Regions from separate parts of the Mus musculus genome. Here regions 2, 3 and 4 are each linked to region 1. A link is a contact called in public HiChIP or PLAC-seq and promoter capture Hi-C data. All regions are on one chromosome and are shown on one strand. Each heading gives the region's core, a stretch centred on a gene start, on an enhancer-like site or on the middle of the called end of the contact. The rest is flanking DNA. Distances are from core to core; before and after follow the strand shown. Region 1 holds the start of Garnl3 (GTPase activating RANGAP domain-like 3). Region 2 overlaps Ralgps1 (Ral GEF with PH domain and SH3 binding motif 1). Region 3 holds the start of Niban2 (niban apoptosis regulator 2). Region 4 overlaps Ralgps1 (Ral GEF with PH domain and SH3 binding motif 1).

Region 1 (5,522 bases), core at 1,381-3,880:
TCAAATGACAAGGTATCACTTTGGCAAATATAATAATAATGCCTAGGAGAGCACTCTGGAATCCTGCTGCAGAAGACTTTAAGAGGCTCTTTTGTCCTGACCCATAATTCCCATCACTTTCATGATCTTATCTTATGGGCCAGTGATGTCTTCACACACAAGTGACTATACATAAATGAACTGCATCTCTAGGAAGAGTGAAAGTAGTAAAAGATAGGCTAAAAATAGTTAGACATCCATATAGTAGGAGATCACACAGCAACTGAAAAAAAATTTTTAAGGAATATGTAAGGATTGCTTCCAGGGTTTATGATGTGCTGAGTGAAAAGTCAATTAAAATGATAAATATTCATGGAGAAAAGGCCAATTATATCTATAGTGGGATTATGAATCAATAAACTATCCACTGGGTGTGGTGGTCTTTAATCCCAGCACTTAAGGGGCAGAGGCAGGCAGGTCTCTGTGAGTTCCAGGACAGCCTGATTTACATAGTGAATTTCAGGCCAACCAGGGCTATATGAGACTATATATCATCAATACTACCATCAAAATAATTTAATTATCCTGTTTATGTTCTTCTTGCATTTTCAAATTTCATTCAATAAATTATTTTTAGAAGAAAAAAAGAAAAAAAAAAGCTAATCCTAATTATCTCACAAGCCACTAGATAATGTCATGGTGTATCAGAGAACAAAAACACCTGGAGGCTTGTAAGTCATTTCAGTTCTTGAAGAATATGGTCATGAAGACAAAGGGGAAGGAAGTCTAATTTTTATGCCAGCACTGTCCACTATGGTACGCATTTCTCAGTCCTCCTAAGGCTCTTATCAGAATTGCTGGAGCAGATGTGTCAAGGACTGAGCCTGAGAAAGCTAATTAATGCTGGCTGAGGGGGTAGTGCTGGGATCAATGTGGTTACTTGCATTGAAGGCTAAGCACAACTCAACACTCAGGTGTCTTGGCGAGGTGTTCCACAGCCACAGGTGTCTGTGGCTCCCGGACTGCATGGGCTGCATTACAGAACCATTCCTTCATGTCCGGAAGTTCTGTAGCAGCACTGTCCTAAGCAGGCTGCCTCAGACCTGAGAGATTCTCTTTGCTCCAGTCTCTTGGTATACCTCTTCCTATTCTTCATGCTCAAGCCATAGAGATTGTTAGCTGCCTGGGTCTCCTATGGAAGGGAAATGTTCCACTCAGGTCACCACACAAATATTTAGAACCTTCTTGGCAGATGCCCAGGTGCTGATCACACAAAGCTAAGCCTAGAGTTCAAGAAAGACTTTCAAAAAGAATTGATGAGCAGTTCTACAGCCTGAGGGAGGAGTGCCCAAGCCCTTCAGGCTCTGTGATGGGCCAGGCTTGAGGCAGCTGTGGTGATGGGGAAGAGGCTAGGGCAGCGGCTAGAGCAGCCTTGATATCTGTCCTTACCACACAGCATCAGAACTGCTGGAGCAGTGTGTCAAGGACTGAGTCTGAGAAAGGCCAATTAAGGGCATCACACCTTCCTTTAAGGATCTTGGCTGGTTTGCTTTGTGCCTTAGCAAATGAACTCTCTTTTCCACCTCAGTGGAGGTTAGAGTCCTACATCTTTTTTCTCTTCCTCGTCCCTACCCATGCTATGGCAATTAAAAACTCAGGGGTGCAGGCAGCAGTAGGCTAGGAGGAAGGGGGTTGGCTTCAGGATACCCTCCCTAAGGCCATTATTACAGAATACTGATGAAAATCTGGCCCAGATGGTGGTGCTGGAGTCATTCTGAAAGGAATGAGTCCACCTGGAAGCAGGACCCATTTCAAGTTACAAGGAATTCCTTGGAGGTGGGAGTAAGCCGGGGATAGGCATGGGCAAGAGCCGCAAAGGGAAGGGCGTGTCCGGCAGCAGCCAAGCTTCACCTACGGCCAGGCTGGTTCCTCAGGAGGGCGCCAGTTAAGGAAGGTAAGTCCGGGAGGGGCACGGACAACCTGGGAAAGAGAAAGGACCTAGGAACTATGCAGGGTGCCCCCCACCCCAACCACAGATGGGCGGGGCCATAGGCAGCAGGTGGCCAGGCACTTGGGGTGCGAGGATGGATTATAGAAAGCAAGAGAAGCCTAAAGGGTGTCCTTTTGGGGGCTTAGGGGTTCCGACCTTGTCCTTGAGCATTTAGAAGCAGGCAGGTCGCGTTCTCCACAGCCCAAGACCTCCCTGAGCCGTAGTGTGCAGGGCCTGTCACAGGGCCGAGGCTTCGGACGTCCACATCATCTGCCGGCCGGACACAGGTCTCTAGCCCTCCCGCTGGGCACTCCCTCAGCGTGGCCCGGCCGCTCTACTGGGCTCTGCGCCGACTCCCTCCCACGCCGCGGCCTCGCCACACTCTGTCCCCTCACACCGCCAACCCCCACGTGGCCTACTCCCCTCTCCCACCCCTAGAGGCTGCACCCCTCCGGGGCAACGGTACCTGGGACTCTCAAAGCTGCACCCCCTGCGCCGCAGCGCCGCCCTCTTCTGCCGCAGGAGCGCAGCGGCAGCCCCGCCGGGTTCCTGCTCCATCGCCCCGGGCGGGGGCCGACGGCTCGGGCACACTCGGGTGGGCTCGGGCCTCGGCGGTGTTCGGCCGGACGCTCAGCTAGCGCGCCGCAGCCCACGCCCCGCCCCGCACCCCTCACCGGACCCAAGCCCCGCCTCTGTCCCGCCCCAAACTCCAGCCCAGCCTGGGACCTCAGGCCCCGCCCCGAACTCCAGCCTAACCACGCCCTCAGACTATTCGCGGGGTCCAAGCCCCGCCCCTACTCTAATCAGGTCCCTTGAACACGCCTGAGGCTTTAGGCCCCGCCCCTACTCTAACGGCCTAACCACGCCTCTGGCTTTAGGCCTCACCTCTGCCCCGCCCCCATTCTAGCAGGTACGCCTCTTCCGAACCTCTGGCTTTAAGCCCTGCCCCTAGCCTAGCGAAGTTTGCCTCATCTCTCCGGAGCTAGTCTCCGGAACCTCCCTGATCTCCTACCGAATCCACTCCCTTTGGTCCTTTTTGAGGCCTTGGCCCTCCCCCTGCCTCGCCCCTAATCTAGAAGATCCTCCCTCACCACTCAGCTGGGTTTAGGCCCCGCCCCCTCACCGCCCCAACCCAGTCTATTTGAATTAGGTTCAGGTCCCGCCCCTGTCCGCCTTTGCCCCGCCCCAATCACGCAGATCTCCTCTCAGCTCTGCTCAGGCTCCACCCGTGCCCCGCCCCAAGTACCAAGCCTTACCTATCAGTGGGCTCAGGCCCCACCCCAAACCCTTATCCAGTCAGTCCCTTTGCCCTTCAGCTTTGCCAAGGGCCCGCCCCATCTCTTAGCCAAACCCACCTCACTCCCTAGTCTGGGCACAGGCCACGCCCCGAGCTAACGATCTCCGTTTCTCCGGCCCTTCTCAGACCAGTGCAGGCCCCACCCTGCCTCTACACCAGCTCCAGCCACGCCCCTCCTGAACTGGCCTCACCAAGATCTTCTACCCGCGCTCCCTCCGTTCTTCTGTGTAGCGCACGCAGGCTCCCAATGCCCACTGGATCCTCAACTTCGTCGGGTCCACGGCCCATCACTCCCGCTCCTTACCATTCCCACAGATCTAGGCCCTTCCCACCTACCCCTCCAGCACAGAGCGCTCTATCGGCCCGCCGCTCCACAGCTCCGATTGCTGGATTCTCTGCTGACCCTCCTCACCTCAGCACCTCTTGGTCCTTTCTATCGTAGCACCGCCTTCTTTTGGGGGCCGCCTTTCTCCACATCCCGCCCACAGGCATGGCCCCCAACCCCGGAGCTCCGCCTCTTTTCTCTTGAAGCTGAGGTCTGTACTTAGAGCAATTTTGTTCTCTCGTCCCTTGGCTATTCCACCCCAAGAGCCCTCTAGCTTCCCCGCCTACAAGTCCCGCCTATCTAGCCCCGCCCATGTCGCCTCTTTCTCACTTCAGGAGTGCCTGGATGGTGCGGGTCTTCCTGCCTGAACTGGGGTCCACCATGAGGTTTGCGCTACCTCAGGATCTAACCAGTCAGCAAAAGGAGGTACTACTGTCTCCTGGTGGCTGTTTGTGGTCTGACACAGTGAGGCTGAGGGGAGCTTTGGTTGTCTACCAGTTGTGGGTTCAGGTTTTCATTCATAACCTTCCAATTTTGTGACAGCTCTAACCTCCACCCCTCATTTCCTCCCCGAGTCGGATGCATCATCTGAGTTCTGTAACATTGCACTGTAGTTGGGTGTGGAAATTCATCTGAGTTTAAGTAAGGATGGCTTTGCCATCTATTTCTAGTTCAGTTTCTGTTGCTGTGATCAAAAGCACCTTAGGGAAGAAAGCCTTTATTTGTCTTACAGGCTACAGCCCATCATCTGGGAAGTCAGAGCAGGAGCTCAATGTCCCAAGCAGAAACTGAGGTCTGTACTTGGAGCAATTCTGCGTCTCTTGTCCCTTGGCTATTCAGCCCCAAGAGCCCTTTAGCTTCCCCTGCCCTACACAAGCCCCGCCCACGTTGCCTCTTCCTCACTTCAGGGGTGCCTGGATGATGCGGGTCTTCCTGGCTGAAGCGGAGTCCACAACGAGGTACAACAGTTTGGAGCTGGAAGGGTGAGGAACTCAAGAACTGAATCAGCACTTAACAGATTTTCCTCTGGCTTGCTCACCTTCTTTTCTTATCTAGCCAAGTACCACCTGCCCGGGATACTACCACCTACAGTGGGCTTAGATCCTTCACAGCACCCCACCACCACTACCAAAAGCCCTCACAGACCTGTCTACAGGCTAATCTGATGGAGGAAGCTGCTCAATTGAGAGTTCCTCTTCCCAGGTAAAGTGTAGGTGTGTGCTAATTTGTGCAGCAGGGCTCTTTCACTGCGATCACAAGGTTCTGGTCTCATTCAAGCAGAGACAGGAGCAAGAATGGGTGTGTATGCCTGGGAGCTGCCACTGAGATCCCCAATCTACTCTAGTTCCTGCGCTCCTGCTCGCTGGCGCTTGCTCTCTCTCTGCCTCCCTCCCTCCCTTACTCCCTCCCTCGCTTTCTCCCTCTCTCCTTTACCTCTAATCAAACTGGAGTGGGTTTGCTTTATGCATCATGACTTCCTCCTGACAGATCTTTTCAGATTATCACCTTGACTGGAACTCTCCCTCAGTAATCTCGGGTTGCCTGCTTTTCCCCATGTGCATCCTGTCCTCTCTGTCTCCCTGACCCCCCTCCCCCCACTCCTACAGCCTCCTTAATGTTCTGCGACTTCTGATCTGAAAACTCTCAAGGCCCCCTGTCTTCTTAGGTATCCCCAGACCCTCTGCCTTCCTCTCCAAGAGATCCACAATATTGTCCCTGTTCTTTCCCTATATATTTACATCCTAGTTACTCTCAGCAGAGCCCTGGGCTCCTCCAGGCATGTAGCACAGCAGCTGCCTGTCAAATTGACTGCATGTGACACTAATAAATAGAACGATATTCATTGGAAAACACATTTAATTTCAAAGTAAACAAAGATGTCTGTACATTAAAGTATTTAATTAGTGAAACAATTATTATCAGTGTAACAA
Region 2 (5,382 bases), core at 777-3,276, 170 kb after region 1:
GCCACTGGAGACAAGATGGGACACAACACTTTAAATGTTCTCTTTTAAAAAAAGCAACATTTAGTTCTCTCGATTAGAGACTCGGTAGGTGTTCACTATGAAAATGGTGAACAACACAGAGCGCCTCTCAAATAACACTGAAGTCCCCACCCGATCACACGCCTCACACTTTGTCCCACTGCCCTCATAAGAAGCCCATAAGACAGGCTCCATTACTGCCCCCACTTCACAGAAATTACCTACACCCCCATTTGTAGTTAATGTGCGAGTCAAAATTAAGCCAGGTCTCCTGATTGCTGAAGCCAGAGCCCACAGTCACAGGGACTTCCACCTCAGGTATGCGTGCACAGGACACCTGCCGTCGCTCCAACTCACACCGCTTCCCACAGGCTTCTGTCCTTAAAGCATTACAAGGACTTTCTCACATCGCCACTCTTTTTCAGAATCCCGATACCAGTTCCAAGCATTTTCTTGTAGGGAACCAGGCCATATCTATTCTGCTCCTTCTAAGGTCCCAGTGGAAAACCATGACTCAATCCTACTGAAGTTTTCCCTGGGGAACCAACAAATTTGCTAGACAGAGAGCATGGTGAGGGGAAGACCTCATGTTGCACAGGTGATGGTTCTCCCACACCATATAGATAGGGTTCCCTCTCCAGTCCTCCCACAGACCATGAGACCAGTATAAATTAGGGCAAATTTTGATTAAAGAGGTTAGATGCACAGGTGAAAGTCAATGGCTCTCCCACATCTTCCTTCTAGGGTGCTGGTTCTCAACATGTGTGTCTCAACCTCTTTGGTAAACTTCTATCTGCCAAAATATTTACATTACAATTCATTACAATAGCAAAATTACAGTTATGAAGTAGCAATGAAATAATTCCAGGGTGGGGGTCACCACAGCATGAGGCACTGTATTAAAGGTCTGCAGCACTGGGAAGGTTGAGAACAACTGGGAGTGCCAACAATCACCATGCCCACCTACTGAAAATCTTCTGAAAATCAAACCCATCTGGTCTTATGAGGACGCCGGCTGCCCGGGTCAGAGACTGATGCTGCAGAATAACTTATGACTGACATTGTTTAAGTGTATATGGGGGTTTTGCCCGCATGCATGCCTGGTGCCCAGGGAGACCAGAAGACACTGAATTCCTTGGAAATGGGAGTTACAGACAGCCGTGAGTTGCCATGAGATTACCTGAATCAAACCCAGCTCCTTCCTCTGGAAGAACAGCCAGTGCTCCTACCCCTGGGCCTTCTCTCAGCGCCTTTTACCTTTCCTCTGGGCATGAGGAAGAAATGCTAGTTTATCTCCTAGTTGACTGCTCTGAGTTTTTGCAATATCTAATTTGTGTCTCACTGTTTCCAGTGGAATTTCAGCCTGGTCAGCATGCATCTCTACACAAAAGCAGTGTGTCCTTGGTTGTCACATACTGTGGGAAACACTTAACATCGGGGAGAATACAAAGCATTCTCTGGCATCATGTGCTTCTGAGGAAGATGCGGGTTCTTCATGTGGCCTTCTGTGTTGGGCCAAATGAGACTTTGCTAGTTGATTAGTGTGCTGAAACCACATAAGGGGGGAATTAACCCAGTGGTTCCAAGTCATGTGACTTCCTAAGTGCACTCTCTAACCCTTTTATAGAACATATAATTCATGCTAACAGGCTTACTCAGTATGGAAAGTGACAGGCAGACTCTCCAAGCCCAACAATCCTGTCTCAGAAACTTAATCCTTTGAAACCTGAAGGGACAAAGAGGACGCCAATCCTGATGGCCTGAGATTCATGCCTCAAATTCACATGGTAGAAGAAAACCAACGCCTACATTCGTCCTCTCACTTCAATACGTGCTGTGGCCTGTGCCCCTCACCCACCATAGATACATGTTAAAAAGATGAAGAACACTTAGAAGCTCAGTGAACTCTATGTTGGGCTAACAACCATCACTTCCTAACAGAGAAACAACATGAAGCAACAGGCACCTCTGCACAGAGGCCAGCGCTCACCCTGCCCCCACCCAAAGCCACCACAGCAGCTTCCTTCCCTAGTGGTTGTGCAGGAGCACAGAGGCTGTGCTGCAGTTAGCTCTGGACCCTCGGGCACTATGCCATGCAGAGGTGACCCAGATGAGACCATTTGGGAAGGCAGCAGCAGGAAACCATGAATGGAAGAAGGAGGCTGGGGATAGCTGATCAGGGCACACTCAGGGTTCAGACGCAAAACAGAACAGCAAGGGGAACAAGAAAAGGAAAAATAGAGGCAGGATGAGGAAGAAGTAGACTTTACTATTTATTGTACTTTGTAGGTAAGAAAGCTAAGATTCACAGAGAACAATTTAATATATGCAAATTAATCAAGGGAAGTAGCATTTACTGGAGAAAATCTATTTGGAAGAATGATGAATGTGGGACAATTACCTGACAGAGGACAGGGCATAAGGAGACTTCACTTAGAAGGAAACGTGCCTGCACAATACAACACAACCAGAGGTGGCACAAGGACTCAGGCTGGTTGGTCTCTAGGGCCATCCCCAAGCCCTGCAGCAATCAGACGTGGCTGGCAGGATGCAGCACAGGACTAGTCAGCATTGCTTAAGAGAAGTTTCACTGAGCACCTCACGCTAAAGGAATCCTCTCCCAGCCCAGGAACGTGCTTTCGGATCACAGATGCAGTCCCGGACAGAAGACCTCTGGAAGTAACGCCAGGCTGTTGATGAGTTCCAGCAATGGCTGCACAGCACAACACCCATCCGGGCCTGAGGCTGTTTTGATGAGTGCATTGTTTGACACTGACCATGGAAGGCCCCGTCTTATAGACCAGCAGGAATGGCTCTTTCAGAAAAGCCATTTCCTCCCTGAAAGCGAGAGGGAGAACCAGCCCTTCAGATGTGTGTGCTCTACACAGGAACACTCACTCAGAAGTGTACGGAAGTCTTTCAGACACTGGAGCCATCTGCCTGTCCTGGTGTGAAGCCACTGTTTACATGGCAGGGAATGAGACAGCAGCTTCATTTCCAAGCTCAGGCCCAGCCCATTGTTCCCATTCTTGGTCACCTCTGGTCAATAGCAGGCAGCCTACACACCTCGAAGGCTGTTTGCCTTCAATGAGGAAAACAGACATCAATTCTGAACACACTACTCTGGACACATTTCAGTGCGGTGAGAGGTTACAATGGGGTTGGGGAAGGCCTAAGGGAGAGCACGAGCCTGGGAGGAGGTACAGCAGGAAAAACACAAGAGCAGGAGAGCATCCTCATGTGCCTGCCTATGCATCTTAGAGATCTGGGGTTGAGCTATAACCTGTCAGGAAACTATAGAAAGTTGAAACACACATGCATGGAGACTTTAAAGCTACAAGGGAAGGGACCTTAGGGAAGAAAGAACAAATGTAGGTGCAGAAATATACTCTGGAAATAAATGTCAAAGCCCAAGGGGGTCACGGAGGGTAAGGGCAGCTGAGCCAGGAAGGCACACTGAGATACAGGTTGAAGAAGGGGGCAGGCAAAGAACAAAAAAGAGAGAGCTGACCCAGAGACCCTCACAGGCCCCACAGACACCTTGTGGTCATGGTGACGTGACAGCCATGGCCTGGGTGGGCCCCAAGTGTTGTGGGTCCAAAAGTTGGGGAAAAGATATAGAAACAGCTGTGCTCTGAGCAGGGGATGAACTCAGGGCAAAATGGCTCAAACTCTGATGCACAAGTGAAGAACCAGGTTATAACCTCTCTTCAAAGAGTGTTATGCAGGAGACAAACTCAAGCAAAAGACCATAACCCATCCTATGAGTAGGAGCCAGGAAATCACACTTTCCACCAAGGAAAGCGGACCTGAGTCCATGGCACCTATGCTCAGGAGCAAAAAAAAAAAAAAAAAAAAATTTCTAGCCATAAACTGAAGCTTTGCTTGAAACTGCACTTGCAGACAGGCCAGGGCTTTGGAGCTCTGCGTGCCCTCAAGTTGGGCCCTGCCAGCAGCTGTCTAGTCAGAAGGCAAACAGCACAGACTATCTTTAATGACAAGCAAACACTAATGAATTTCAGAGCATGTCTGGTGCTTGCTTTTATAGATCATAAAATGATCTGGCTGCTTCCTGTCCATGCTGACAGGAGAGTGAGGCAAAGCCACCTAATTACAGGCATCATGCACTGCCAGGACCATTCTACAGAGGAGGCTGTGGGGTGGGGAGAGAGAGCACCTCACCCTTCCACACAAACCCATTTGTGTGATCTGACATTTGGTCTAAAAACTGGCATTTATAGCCTATTAGTAAGTATTTGTTCTTTAAGCATCTTGTGGTAAAATGGGGGAGTAAACTTTGTTGTCCCAAATTGAATCCAAATACAAATTTATTCAAAACTTACCAAAATGACTTTTTATGTGTGAACCAGATCTAAACAAAGGACTGAAACACAGTTCCTCTGTTAGACACAAACATTGTCTCCACACCTATGGAATTCCGAAGTCCACAAGAAGACTGTTCCTTATCTGTGCTCCTGGGAACTGTCCTGAGCCTCCAAGCCATCCCCTCCCTATCCTCATAGAACTGTCATGGCCACCCAGTAGGAAGGGTCTCCTTCCACTTCCAAGGAATCCAAGGGATACTTAGCAGAATCCAGAGGGGTCCAGTGGTAGGCAGCCTGGGACCCTACAGAGGCTGCTCTCACCACCTAGAACTAGCACTCACAGGCACTTGGGAAAGCTCACTTCTGGACAGCCAAGTGTCCCCAGGCTAACTAAGCCTCATGAAACCAAAGGTTTCGTTAGTAACTGGGATGACTGGGAGGCTACCAATCTGCAGGGGTCTCACTCAGCAGTGAGACCTCCCGCAGATTCTCATGGTCCCAGCCCCTGTGCAGAACTCTCCTTGGAAGGAAAGTGAAAGGCACTGTCTGCAACAGACAAGGTCTCAGAGCCCAATGTCTCCAAAATGTAGATGGCCTATGAGGCTCAGGGCATCTTCTCTGGAGGACTCAGGCTCCCAGTGCTAGCTCTTCTCTGAATTCTGGATCCCATCACAGGGTGGGAAGCAGCAGCCATTCTAAATGACACATGCCATACCACACTGGGAGATCACTAGTTCTGGTGGAAGAGTGTGAAATCTAGATGGAGGGAAGAGAAGGAACTGGCCATCAGGACATCACCCAGCCTAGAGACATGGCTTCCAGCACTAAGGACTGCAGATTCTCAGGATACTCCTGGTGCACAGCTTGGATTCCCTGCAGTTAAACATCAACAAAGTCAGGGCTGTGGGCTAATTAATCGCCCATGGATGTGAAGAGGGAGAAAGGATTTTAGGCAGGCTCCCATCCCCAAAGCACAATAAGGCAATGTCTCCAGGCTGTGAAGTGGTGGTGGCAGGTTTAAAGAAGAAAAGTGCCCCCC
Region 3 (5,402 bases), core at 2,376-4,875, 250 kb before region 1:
GCTCTAGGTCCTAGGGGACACCTTTGCTCTTTGCTTAACCTTTCCCTCTGACATCCCTTTCTCATGTCTCAATCCACCTATTCCAGATGCCACTGTAACCCAGGCACTTAGGAGGCTGAGGCAGGAAGGCTGCCAAGCCAGTCTGGGAGATGTGAGACACCCCTCACACACGTGTGTGCGCGAGTACACACATATACCACACACACACACACACACACACACACACACACACACACACACTTACTTATGTGTTCGAGGCAAGCCTGGCTACACTACAAGTTCAAGGCCATTTTGAGATCTACATATAAACATCAAGGGCTTGTCTCTAAAGGCCAAGGACTAGAAATTCAGTAGTGTGGTTACTTAGCAGTTTCAGGTGTTTGGTTCAATTCCCTAGTACCACACACAGACAAACCCAGTATAAATGGCTTATACTAGAACCTCTGTCTGAGGAGCTGGGATTTTGCCCAATGGTAGAGCGATTGCCTAGCAAGGCCCTGGATTTGCTCTCTAGCATCTGGGGAGGTAACAGCATATATCTTTTTTGAACGCACATTTCATTACATTTGGGCAAGCATATGCTACAGTTGGTACCTCTCAGCCCCTAGAAAGATGATCCATTCCTACCCTCTGTGGATCCAGGAGCTCACTTGCTTTTTTTGTTTTTGAGTCTGGGTCTCTGGGTATGTCTGTATGTCTCTCTGGCTGTGCTGGAAGTCACCCTATACACCAGACTGGCCTCAGACTCCTAGAGATCCACCTACCTCTAACTCCTGAGTGCTGGGATTAAAAATGTGCACTACCACCGCCCAGCTTCCTTATTTATTTATTTATTTATTTATTTATTTATACAGTCAATGTTTCTGAGTGTATCCAATCTACAATTGTTAGGGACAGATTTCAAGACCAGAGGTGACATGCAGGTACAGCACCCTACAGTTTACAGAACCTTTTCATTTTTATTTTTGCTGGCTTTTCTTTTCTTTTCTCTTCTCTCTTTTCTTTTTTTTTTTGGTTTTTCGAGACAGGGTTTCTCTGTATAGCCCTGGCAGTCCTGGAACTCACTCTGCAGATCAGGCTGGCCTCGAACTCAGAGATCCACCTGCCTCTGCCTCTGCCTCTTGAGTGCTGAGATTAGAGGCATGCACCACCACCACCACCACCAGGTAGAATTTTCCCACTTTTGAGGTCATGGGAGCTCGGGGTAGTTGAATGGCAGACAACAGAGTTTTAAGCCAAGAGGAAAGGGTCCTTGTGCCAGGGACCTGACATGTGTTCTGGGAAGTTTATGTGCCCCAGGCTCTGGGCCTGGGTGTACCATGAAGGCTAGGGACAGGCTACCAGTCACTGTCCTCCACCTGGCCCAGGCCTCTAGCTTGGCTGAGGAGCCGGTCAGGTCGTGGTGGGGCCCAGCTGGCTCTTGCTGTCCTTTCCCCAGGCAGCACAGACCTTTCTAGGTTCTGTAGTTGAGGCTGAGGGAAAGGAGAAAAATGAGCTTATTAGCATCACTTGCTTCAGGCAGCCCAGAGAAGTGACATTCAGGGTCAACTGTGATGGCCCTGGGTCCCTACTGTGAGACTTGGACAAAAGTCGCTTTCCTTCTCTGGCCCACCTCTGCACAAGGAAACTGAAAATCTCTGCCAGCCTGCCTCCAATTCCTCCTGGTGACTCTGAACACATCCTGTTTTTCTCAGGCTTGCCCTTTGCCTGTGTGGGCCCCGCTCCCTGAGTGGCCTTTCCTTGCTACATGCTGTCACAATTCTCGTTTTTCAACTTTCAGCTCTGGTACTGTGCTTAAATCACTGTCCTCATAACACAATGTTCTGTTCCCTCCCTCAGACTTCAGGAGGGCAGGGACCAGAACAACATTTCTGTTTATTGAGAAAGTGACTGTCTATGGTAGGCACTCTCTCTCTTCCTAGCCTCCCCACAAAGTATCATTACTCTGACTTGACAGGTGAGGGGACTGAGCTCAACAAGGAATGCACTTGTCCAGGGTCATAGAGGATAGGTAGCTTGTGTGTGTGCATGTGTATGTGTGTGTGTGCACACAAACCTGTATATGTTTGTGTGCATGTTTTCTAGACAGGGTCTCTCTCTGTAGCCCTGGCTGTCCTAGAACTCCCTCTGTAGATCAGGCTGGCCTCGAACTCAAGAGCTCCACCTACCTCTGCCTCCTGAGTGCTGGGTTAAAGACGAGAGCACCACTAGTTGTCCAGTTTAGCCATTGAACTTTTGAAAGAGGGTCTTCCTATGTGTCTTAGACTGGCCTCAAACTTGCTTTGCAGCTTGTTTAGGCTGACCTCAACATCTTATCATTTATTTGTTTATATGTACATGTGTTTTCCTGCATGAATTTATTCACCCCAGGTGAGTATAGTAGCTTGTAGAGGCAGAAGTAGTAGTCAGATACCCGGGAAATGTAGTTATAGGCATTTGTGAACTGCCTGATGTGGGTGCCAGGAAAGGACCGGAGTGCTCTTGCAAGAGTAGTAAGAGCTCTTACCGCTAAGCTAAGCCGTCTCGCCAGCCCCACAGCCTCAGATCTGTCCTCCCTACTGCATGCACCCCTACACTTAAGCACAGCATCTTGCAGGAGGCTTAGCAAATGAGTGTTCACCACAGTGGCTGACTGCTGATGGAAAGCATGACAGAGAGTCTGCATCACCTGGTGTGGTGGTGACAGGCCTACAAGACAGGTGCCTAGTTATAGGTAACTGTTACAATCCTGCTGCCAGGTGTCAGGGTTACAGGGAGAGCAGCTAATAACTGGTGGAGCGCATTATAGTGGTGAGCCAAGAGGTGTGAGGGAGCAGCAACACAGCCAGCCCTGGTCACACAGGCAGTGCAGACCAAGTCATCAAATTAGTCTCCTCTACCGGCTTGGGAGGTCCAGAAACCGAAACACCTTCTGTTAGTTACCTACCCATGCCCAGCCCTACTGTACAAGTACCCAGAGTCCGAGGTCCCGGCTTTTCATTTCAGACAGTCTAACAAAGTGCAAAAATAGCCTTCCTGCTTTGCTCTGTTCAGCAAGCCTCCTTCGAATGAAACGCCCACGAGCCGGGCCTGAGGAATGACCTCTTGATGATATCTTTGAGCTCTAACCATGTCCCCCCGCACCCCCCGCCCCATCTCTTCCCCTCCCTTGTCCCTCAGTCTTCCACCCCATACTTGTCCATTTTCCCTCCCCGTCTACCCCTATCTATTGTGCAAGACGGGTTGGCACACCTTCTAGGACAGGTCCGATCAAGGCTAGGGGACTTCCCCAGTGCAAGCAGCTGTGGGCGAGACTGGGGGAAGGGGGCAGGAGGAATGCTGAATTCCCACACGTCCGTCCCGGCGTCCCCTTGTAGTCCCTACATTGTCCTCGGCTTGAGGAGGGGAGAGGAGACGCTTAGGCTACAGCCCCAAGGGCTCTCCGTTTTCTGCGATACCCCCATCAGCCTTTTCTTCGCTGCTATCTGAATTTGAAGCACACCAAGCAGGTCCGTCCCGGGTCTCCTTTCTGGGGATCTTCTCTTTGTCTAAGTCTCCTCGCTGTCTGGAGGTCCCCTCCCGCCTTGGACTGGAGAGGAGGGCGTGGCTCCGACAGGGGCGTGGCCTGGCCTGGCCTGGCGGGGCGGGGCGGGGCGGGCGCCGGGGCTTGGGCGCGGGCTAGAGAGGCAGCAGCGGCCGGAGGGAGGGACGCGGTGGGGATCTCGGTGGGAGCGCAGAGAGAGCAGCCGAGGCGGCAGCGGGGCTGCGGGGCGACGGCGGCAGCGGGGCCTGCGGACTCCATGGCGCCAGCGGCGTCAGTCTGAGTAGCGGCGGGCGGATCCGGCCGCGTCTTCTCCTCGCCATGGGAGACGTACTGTCCACACACCTGGATGACGCACGGCGCCAGCACATCGCAGGTGAGCACCGCTCAGCGCCCGGCCGGCCTGGGGCTCCCCGGGCACCCCGGGCCACGCCTCCGATCTCATGGGGAGCGGTACTCGAGAGTCAAGGCCCAGGTCGGGACGAGAGCCGGCCAGACCCTTACTCTTCCTCCGAACTTGTTCTCTCTCGGTCTGGACGGCCCTTCCAGGCCCTTCTGTATGCTCCTTTCACCCTTTGAGGAGCCTGGGATCCCATTTCTCTACTGGATCCCACTGCTCCCCTTGGAGCCCAGCCTGGCCAGAACCATGCACTTACAGGCGTGGCGGAGGGGTCGCGCCCCCCATCTTTCCCAACAACGTTCCAAGCCTAACCTCTACTCTGGACTCTGCCCCACAGAGTCAGACCTTCCAGACTCCCCCCTCAGCTGCCTTGTTCCTCCTCGCCCTGGCCTCAGTCCGGGTACACGTGGCTGAAGCTTACAGGGGGATGGGCCCTTAGAGAGCCGGGGACCGAATGTGGAGAGTGGGGCTAAGGAGAGATGGGGTGCCCTTGAAGGGGCGGGTCCCTGTCTTTGGGCTTTACCTCAGCAGAGTGCTGGCACTACAGCCTAGGGGGTCTGTTTATGGCCAGAGCTGGTTCTCTCAGAGCCAGAGTTCAGTCTCTCAGTACCTCTCAGTACCTTCCTTCTGCCAGCCTTGCTCTCAGCCTGTCACTGCGCGGTGGACACTTCTCTAGAGGGAGTTGCTCCCAAGTCTGTGGAGTGCAGGATCCTGGGCTCATTGTAGGGAGTGGGAGATGGGGTGAGAATCTCAGGCTATCCCAAAACAAAGCTTGGCTGACCACAGGCAAGTCAGGCCTGGCGGTCCTGAATGTAATTTCAGCTTCTCTCCCAAGTGTGTGATCCTGAGCCAGTCTCTTTTGTTTTGGTTTTCCCAGCCAGGGTCTCACCATGTAGTTGTGGCTGTAGACCTGGCTGGCTTCGAATTCGTAGAGAGCCACTTGCCTCTGCCTTCCAAGTGCTGGGATTAAAGGCCTGGGGCACCACTGCCCTGCTTGAGCCAGTCACAATGTCCAAGAGCTTCGGTGTTGCCTTCCTAAGGGGCGGGTGTTGACTTCTTGGGATGGCTGCTGAGAGCTTAGTGAGCTTTGCTTAGTACAGGAGGCCCTGAGACCTGGCGTGCCAACCAGCTGGGTTTATCAGAGCACAGGAAGAGGAGACAGTTCCTTTGGTTTCATTTGTCTCCCTGTTCATTGAGTGTGGTGTCCCTACATTATCTTGATGTCCTGTTGGGTGCTTGGCTATATTTCCCCTTGATAGCAGGGACCCTAGAATAAGGCAGGTGTCCCCACTTCCAGGGCTTCACTGTGGCCGGGCACAAAGAAGGTGCCAAAGAAGGACTATCCAGTCACTTGGCCAGGCCTGGAGTTGGGGACAGGATGGGTGATATAGACCATTTCTCACCTCTGAACAGCTAGGGGTTAAGTCCTGGAAGGCCTCCTTGTAGGACAAGGCCTGGGCTCAGGAAGGGCAGGGCGGAGTC
Region 4 (4,996 bases), core at 596-3,095, 190 kb after region 1:
CATTTTGGGGGTAACGTCATAGACCCTAGCAGTTCAAGCCTAGGTGGCTCTAAATAATTCATAGCAGTTGACTCTGGCTCTTCACTCTCTGACAGTCAGCTTAGTACCAACTGGGTTCCAGGCCCAACCCAGAGGTGCAGATTCATCAAGTCCCAGAGTGGTAGTCCGGGAATCCCATGCTTTGACAGCTGTCCTGGTGACTCTGAGACTTAGACCTCCAAGATAAAATTTTAAAGGAAAATGAATGCACTTTAATGTCTGGGTACAAACTTAAGATGTCACCTGGCAAGGCTCCCTCCATGCTACAGTACAGTACCCCAGAGAAGGGTTCTGCCTGGCCCTTGTTGATGAGTCTTTGGAGTGGCAGACACCCTGCTGCCTGATTTGCCTCCCAGTCACACCTGGACAGCGAGGGCCACCTGACAGACTGAGTCATCATGTTTGATAGTCAGGTTGCAGAACAAATCTGCAGACATCTAAGGGTCTCCAAATCAAAGCTTTGAGAATATAATCAGAACTAGCCTCACACCTGAAATCCTAGCACTCAGGAGCCAAAAGCAGGGTGATCAGGGGTTCAAGGTCATCCTTGGCTACACAGAAAGTTCAAGGGTAGTCTGAGATATGTTAAGACCATAAGATATCTCAAAAAACTGAGGGGGAAAAAAGACAGAGATCTAGAGAGACTCAGTTGAGAATGAAGGCAACCATCATATGACTGAAGGCAGCAAAGCTCCCGGAGGCAGAGAACTGTTACCTAGAAACAGTGAGCTGTTCCACAGTAGAATTGAGACAGGAAAAGGCAGCATCACCATGAAAACAGCATGCATAGCTAAGCCCCAGCGTGTAAGGCCCAACTAACATAGCCACTGTTACTGTACAACCAGCCAGCAGTATGGATTCTCCTGGGCTGGAGGGCTAGGCACTCTGGCTCCATTGAAAGTGGCAGTCACTATAAAGATAAGTGTGAGCATTTGGAGGACACGTGAGTAGTGCGTGTGGCCGGTCCTGGGCTCCTGACAGGGGAGCTGGAATGGGACAGCGGCATGAACTCCATTGTTGGAGTCCTATGCACAGATTCACAAGGACTTAATCTGGGCTGCCGTGGTACCCTGTCCGATGAGCATGCTGGAGTGATATGTGTTCTAGCCCAGCAGGCAGCTAAGCTAACCTCTGACCCCACCGACATCCCTGCGGTATGTTTAGAATCAGATAATGAGAACATTATGATCCAGAAACATGATGGCATCACAGTGACTGTGCACAAAATGGCCTCTTGACATCTGATGCCAGCTCTCCAGTGGCCTCTCACCGGGATTCAGTCATGCCTGTCTCAGCTCATTTGTAAAACTATTAAAGTTCCAGAAATAGGCCATTCAGTTAATGTCCAATGTGGACTCCCTTATTTGTATGACAGACAGTTACCAAGACATCAGTTAGAGAGGAGCATTGTTTGGGCTTTTGTCACTCTGCTCTTTGGTGACAGTCACTGTAGTCCAGGATCACAGCCCATCATGGCCTATAACTATGTAGCCCAGGCTGACTTCAAATGTATGGTCTTCCTGCTTTAAACACATACATCCTGGAATTATAGCATTTGTCACTAAGGTTTAGGTCACTTTGTATATAGAACTTCATTATGGTCAATAAACCTGTTCTGAGGAAAAAAAAGATTAAGTGTGCTCTCAGCACACTGCTGGAGAGGGGACAGGGCTCTCCTGGCTGTCTCCCCACCTGCAGCTCACCCACGGCCAGGCATATCAGCAGTGTCTGCTCATCCTGACCCCTTGGCCACAGCTGACTGCGCACTGGCCACATGACAGCACTGGGCTAGAGAAAGAACTATGTTGTCAGTGTGGGAAGCTGTAAATGTGGATCCCTTGGGGAGGTCACATGAGGCCACCACACATGCAGACAGGAGAGGGAGGAAGACAGGAAGTAGAAGTAATGGAAGGGACACTCACACCCAGTAGCTTTCCCTGTGTGTAGACACTGTGGGAAGGTTCTTGTCTCAGTTTGGCTTTCTGAAAAGGGTTTGTGTTACTTGCTAGCAAAGAAAAGGAACTCTGGGTAAAATAACTAAAGCCTCTTCACCAACTAGAGGATGTCATTCATCCCCCTCACTTCTAAAGACCCCGAATGACTCTTCCCCTCATCGCTTCTAAAACTGCACATATGCTCTTAATATAAACATGTGAGGTTTGCTGTGGCAACTAGTTTCAAAAACAGAAGCAAGGCAGCCACCAGGGTGTAACATCGGCACAGAGAAAGCTCAGAAAGCTCCAGACCTAACAGCCCTCCTGAGCCTGGGACAAGGAGGCAGGCTGCACAGCACAGACTGAGGCAGCAGCCGCTCTGCCCTGCCAGACTGGGCCAGATGGGACTTTCTCACCTGAACCCAAATCCCGACTCAAAACGGGCACAGGTATCTGTGAGACTTCATCAGATTACCCTCCCCAGTCTGAGCCCCAGTGGGATTACATCATGGTACAGACCTCTGGCTGGATGGCTTTGAACACGGGGATGTCCATCAATGTGATCTGACTCTACAAGAGAATAGGAATACAGGGTTAGAGGCTTGTAAACTAATACTTGAAAAACAGAAGTTTTAGTTATTCGTGGGGTACCATACAATGGCTGAACAATCGTGTACAGTGGGTGGCATTTAAATCAGCTTAGATATATGTCTTCTTGGATACATCATCATTTCTTCATGATAAAACACACAAAGTCCTCCCAATCTCTCTGCAGTAAGAGCTTACCCTCTGCATAACACAGGCTGGGGCTTCTTTCTCCACAGATCAGTCCCTCTCTACCCCATCTCTCTTCCCAGACTCCCTCACTCCAGGAAGCCACCTTTCCATATATGCAACATACAAGAGAGAGCATGTGGCACATGTCTTTCTAAGCCTGCTTGCTTCACCTAACAGAATACTCTCTGGTTCCACCTGTGTTGTCTCAACTGACAAGATTTCATTCTTTTTTTTTATGGTTTAATAATAACCCACTGTGTGTGTGTGTGTGTGTGTGTGTGTGTGTGTGTGTGTGTGTGTGTGTGTGCCCTATTTTATACACGAATGGTGTATCCACTCCATTTGTTTCCATATCTTGATATTGCAGACAGGGCTTCAACAAGCAGAAGTATAGACTTTTCTGACTTTAGAGATATAGCCAATGCTGGGCTGCTGTAACAAAGAGCAGTTTTCTGGTTTTCTGAGAAACGACTTCATTGTTGTCTGTAACAGCCCCACTAAGGAGCATGCCCGGTTACAGCACACACAGAGATTTCTCTGCCTCCTCAGCAGTGGCTGCTGTCTCAACTTGGTGGCAGCAGACATTTTCCTGGAGTTAATGAGCTCTCATGGATATGAGCTGCCTTTTTCTGATGACTTCTGGGCATCCTTCCACATTCCATGGCCTCCTCCATGCCTTCTCTGGGCAAGCCCACCAGGTCTACTGCTCAGTCATGAATCCTGTCATCTCTCTGTTTATTTTGGTTTCATTTGCGTTTTTTGCTAGTGAGCTTTCTGAAGATCCTTATGCAGTCTGGATACTAACCTCTTGTAGAATGTATAGTTTGCAAGTGTTTTCTCTCATCCTGGGGGCAGTCCTTTACCCTGCTGACTGCTTCCTTTGCTGGGAGAGTCTCTGTGTCTGATGTAACCCTGTTAGTCTGTCACTGCTTTTATGTCTTGCCCTCTTCAAGCCCCTAGAGCAGAAGTTTTCAACCCCTCCCAATGCTGTGACTCTTCAATGCAGTCCTCATGCTGTGTTACCTCAACCATAAAATTATTTTCGTTGCTATTTCATAACTGTAACTTTGCTACTGAAATAAATTGTAATGTAAGTATCTGATATGCAGGATAACCCTTTTCGAGTTGCGACCCACAGGTTGAAAACCACCGCCCTAAAGCATAGCCTGTCATGCCCGCACCTGAGTGGATTCTCCTATTACTTTCAGTTTCAGGTCATCTTAATACATTCAGAGTTACTTTTTTTTTTTTTTTGGTTTTTTTGAGACAGGGTTTCTCTGTATAACCCTGGCTGTCCTGGAACTCACTCTATAGACTAGGCTGGCCTCGAACTCAGAAATCCACCTGCCTCTGCCTCCCAAGTGCTGGGATTAAAGGCGTCCACCACCCAGCTGATAAGAGACAGGATAAACTTCTCTGCTGGCCGTCCTACCGCCCTCCTATAGCTCTGCCCACGCCCTCCCTTTGAGTATGCGATGGACTTGCAGCTGCAGAACTGGTCACAGGCATTTGGAAGGTGAGGCAGGGAGTAAGAGGAACATTTTAGTTTGGAAATATTTATGATACTTGGTTTTCTGCTTCAACTATGAATTATTTTTCTAATTTTAAAACTTGTATGCCGGGCGTGGTGACGTACGCCTTTAATCCCAGCACTCGGGAGGCAGAGGCAGGTGGATTTCTGAGTTCGAGGCCAGCCTGGTCTACAAAGTGAGTTCCAGGACAGCCAGGACTATACAGAGAAACCCTGTCTCAAAAAAAAAAAAAACCAAAAAAAAAAAAAAAACTTGTAGATACAGTATTTTAAATTTTCCATGATAAAGACACTACTATTCACATTTAAATAAAGTTTGACTTCTCTTCTGAAGTCTCTACCTCCCCAAAATTACATGGTAGAGAACTATTCGCTTGAGATGTGTCCACAAACCCATCTAAGACCCTGAGGTGGCTCTCAGAAGCTAAGAGGCAGCTCTGTGAACTTGCAGGAGTGTGGCATGGCCACCCCATTCCACTGCCCTCTTGCACAAACTGAAAAGCAAAGGGTGTGGCACTCCCACAGCAGCACACAGGCTCTGATGCCACTGATGGGACCAAAAAGCAGATGCTCATTTGACCAGGGCCAAGGTCATTTCGTAACTTACCCATCTCGGTGTATCACACGGGAACCAGGTGTCAGTCACCACATGCCTCTGAGACAGGGAGGAGGGCCATGGGCCTTTCTGACATTTGGTTGACTGAACCTACCCTGT

The links. Promoter capture Hi-C pulls out the DNA fragments that hold promoters and counts their contacts. HiChIP or PLAC-seq counts read pairs in DNA pulled down with a chosen protein or histone mark.
Region 2: an H3K4me3 HiChIP or PLAC-seq map of bone marrow-derived macrophages shows a contact between it and region 1, with 3 times the contacts expected there. The contact joins the enhancer-like site here to the promoter of Garnl3 in region 1. A contact is called at or near these places in 7 of 39 promoter capture datasets (the C10 cell line, the HPC-7 cell line, cranial neural crest and 4 more), 4 of 484 Hi-C or Micro-C datasets (bone marrow-derived macrophages, cerebral cortex, cumulus cells and 1 more), 8 of 115 datasets of contacts at active chromatin or transcription factors (bone marrow-derived macrophages, embryonic hindbrain, embryonic stem cells and 1 more) and 2 of 9 other capture datasets (adipose tissue and liver).
Region 3: a contact with region 1 is called in a promoter capture Hi-C map of hippocampal neurons, with 2.3 times the contacts expected there. The contact joins the promoter of Niban2 here to the promoter of Garnl3 in region 1. A contact is called at or near these places in 4 of 39 promoter capture datasets (the SN4741 cell line, hippocampal neurons, liver and 1 more), 9 of 484 Hi-C or Micro-C datasets (the C2C12 cell line, CD4 T cells, the N1E-115 cell line and 6 more), 2 of 115 datasets of contacts at active chromatin or transcription factors (both in embryonic stem cells) and 1 of 9 other capture datasets (liver).
Region 4: a contact with region 1 is called in an H3K4me3 HiChIP or PLAC-seq map of bone marrow-derived macrophages, with 4 times the contacts expected there. The contact joins the enhancer-like site here to the promoter of Garnl3 in region 1. A contact is called at or near these places in 9 of 39 promoter capture datasets (the C10 cell line, the HPC-7 cell line, cranial neural crest and 5 more), 4 of 484 Hi-C or Micro-C datasets (bone marrow-derived macrophages, cerebral cortex, embryonic stem cells and 1 more), 13 of 115 datasets of contacts at active chromatin or transcription factors (the 230-238 cell line, T-cell acute lymphoblastic leukemia, bone marrow-derived macrophages and 6 more) and 4 of 9 other capture datasets (adipose tissue, embryonic stem cells, liver and 1 more).

Annotation. Positions count from the first base shown.
Region 1 is chr2:33,127,989-33,133,510 of GRCm38.p6, forward strand. Garnl3 (GTPase activating RANGAP domain-like 3) reads right to left here and starts at 2,631. Exons shown (of 30, transcript NM_001355200.1): 1 at 2,436-2,631. The coding sequence starts at 2,527. It overlaps Ralgps1 (Ral GEF with PH domain and SH3 binding motif 1), which reads right to left. Exons shown (of 20, transcript NM_175211.5): 20 at 5,431-5,522.
Region 2 is chr2:33,300,990-33,306,371 of GRCm38.p6, forward strand. All of the region lies in intron 4 of Ralgps1 (Ral GEF with PH domain and SH3 binding motif 1), which reads right to left. Among named protein-coding and RNA genes, the nearest start is that of Ralgps1, 68 kb to the right of the region's middle. Within about 2 kb of position 2,027, at least 74 of the 459 cell types and tissues checked have an H3K27ac peak or open chromatin away from gene starts, as enhancers often do. A contact at or near this core is called in the HPC-7 cell line, bone marrow-derived macrophages and neutrophils, where this site is marked.
Region 3 is chr2:32,872,509-32,877,910 of GRCm38.p6, forward strand. Niban2 (niban apoptosis regulator 2) reads left to right here and starts at 3,626. Exons shown (of 14, transcript NM_146119.2): 1 at 3,626-3,896. The coding sequence starts at 3,842. It overlaps Gm13523 (a long non-coding RNA gene), which reads right to left. Exons shown (of 3, transcript XR_003954026.1): 3 at 927-1,472.
Region 4 is chr2:33,322,161-33,327,156 of GRCm38.p6, forward strand. Ralgps1 (Ral GEF with PH domain and SH3 binding motif 1) reads right to left here. Exons shown (of 20, transcript NM_175211.5): 4 at 2,493-2,543. Among named protein-coding and RNA genes, the nearest start is that of Ralgps1, 47 kb to the right of the region's middle. Within about 2 kb of position 1,846, at least 44 of the 459 cell types and tissues checked have an H3K27ac peak or open chromatin away from gene starts, as enhancers often do. A contact at or near this core is called in the 230-238 cell line, adipose tissue and bone marrow-derived macrophages, where this site is marked.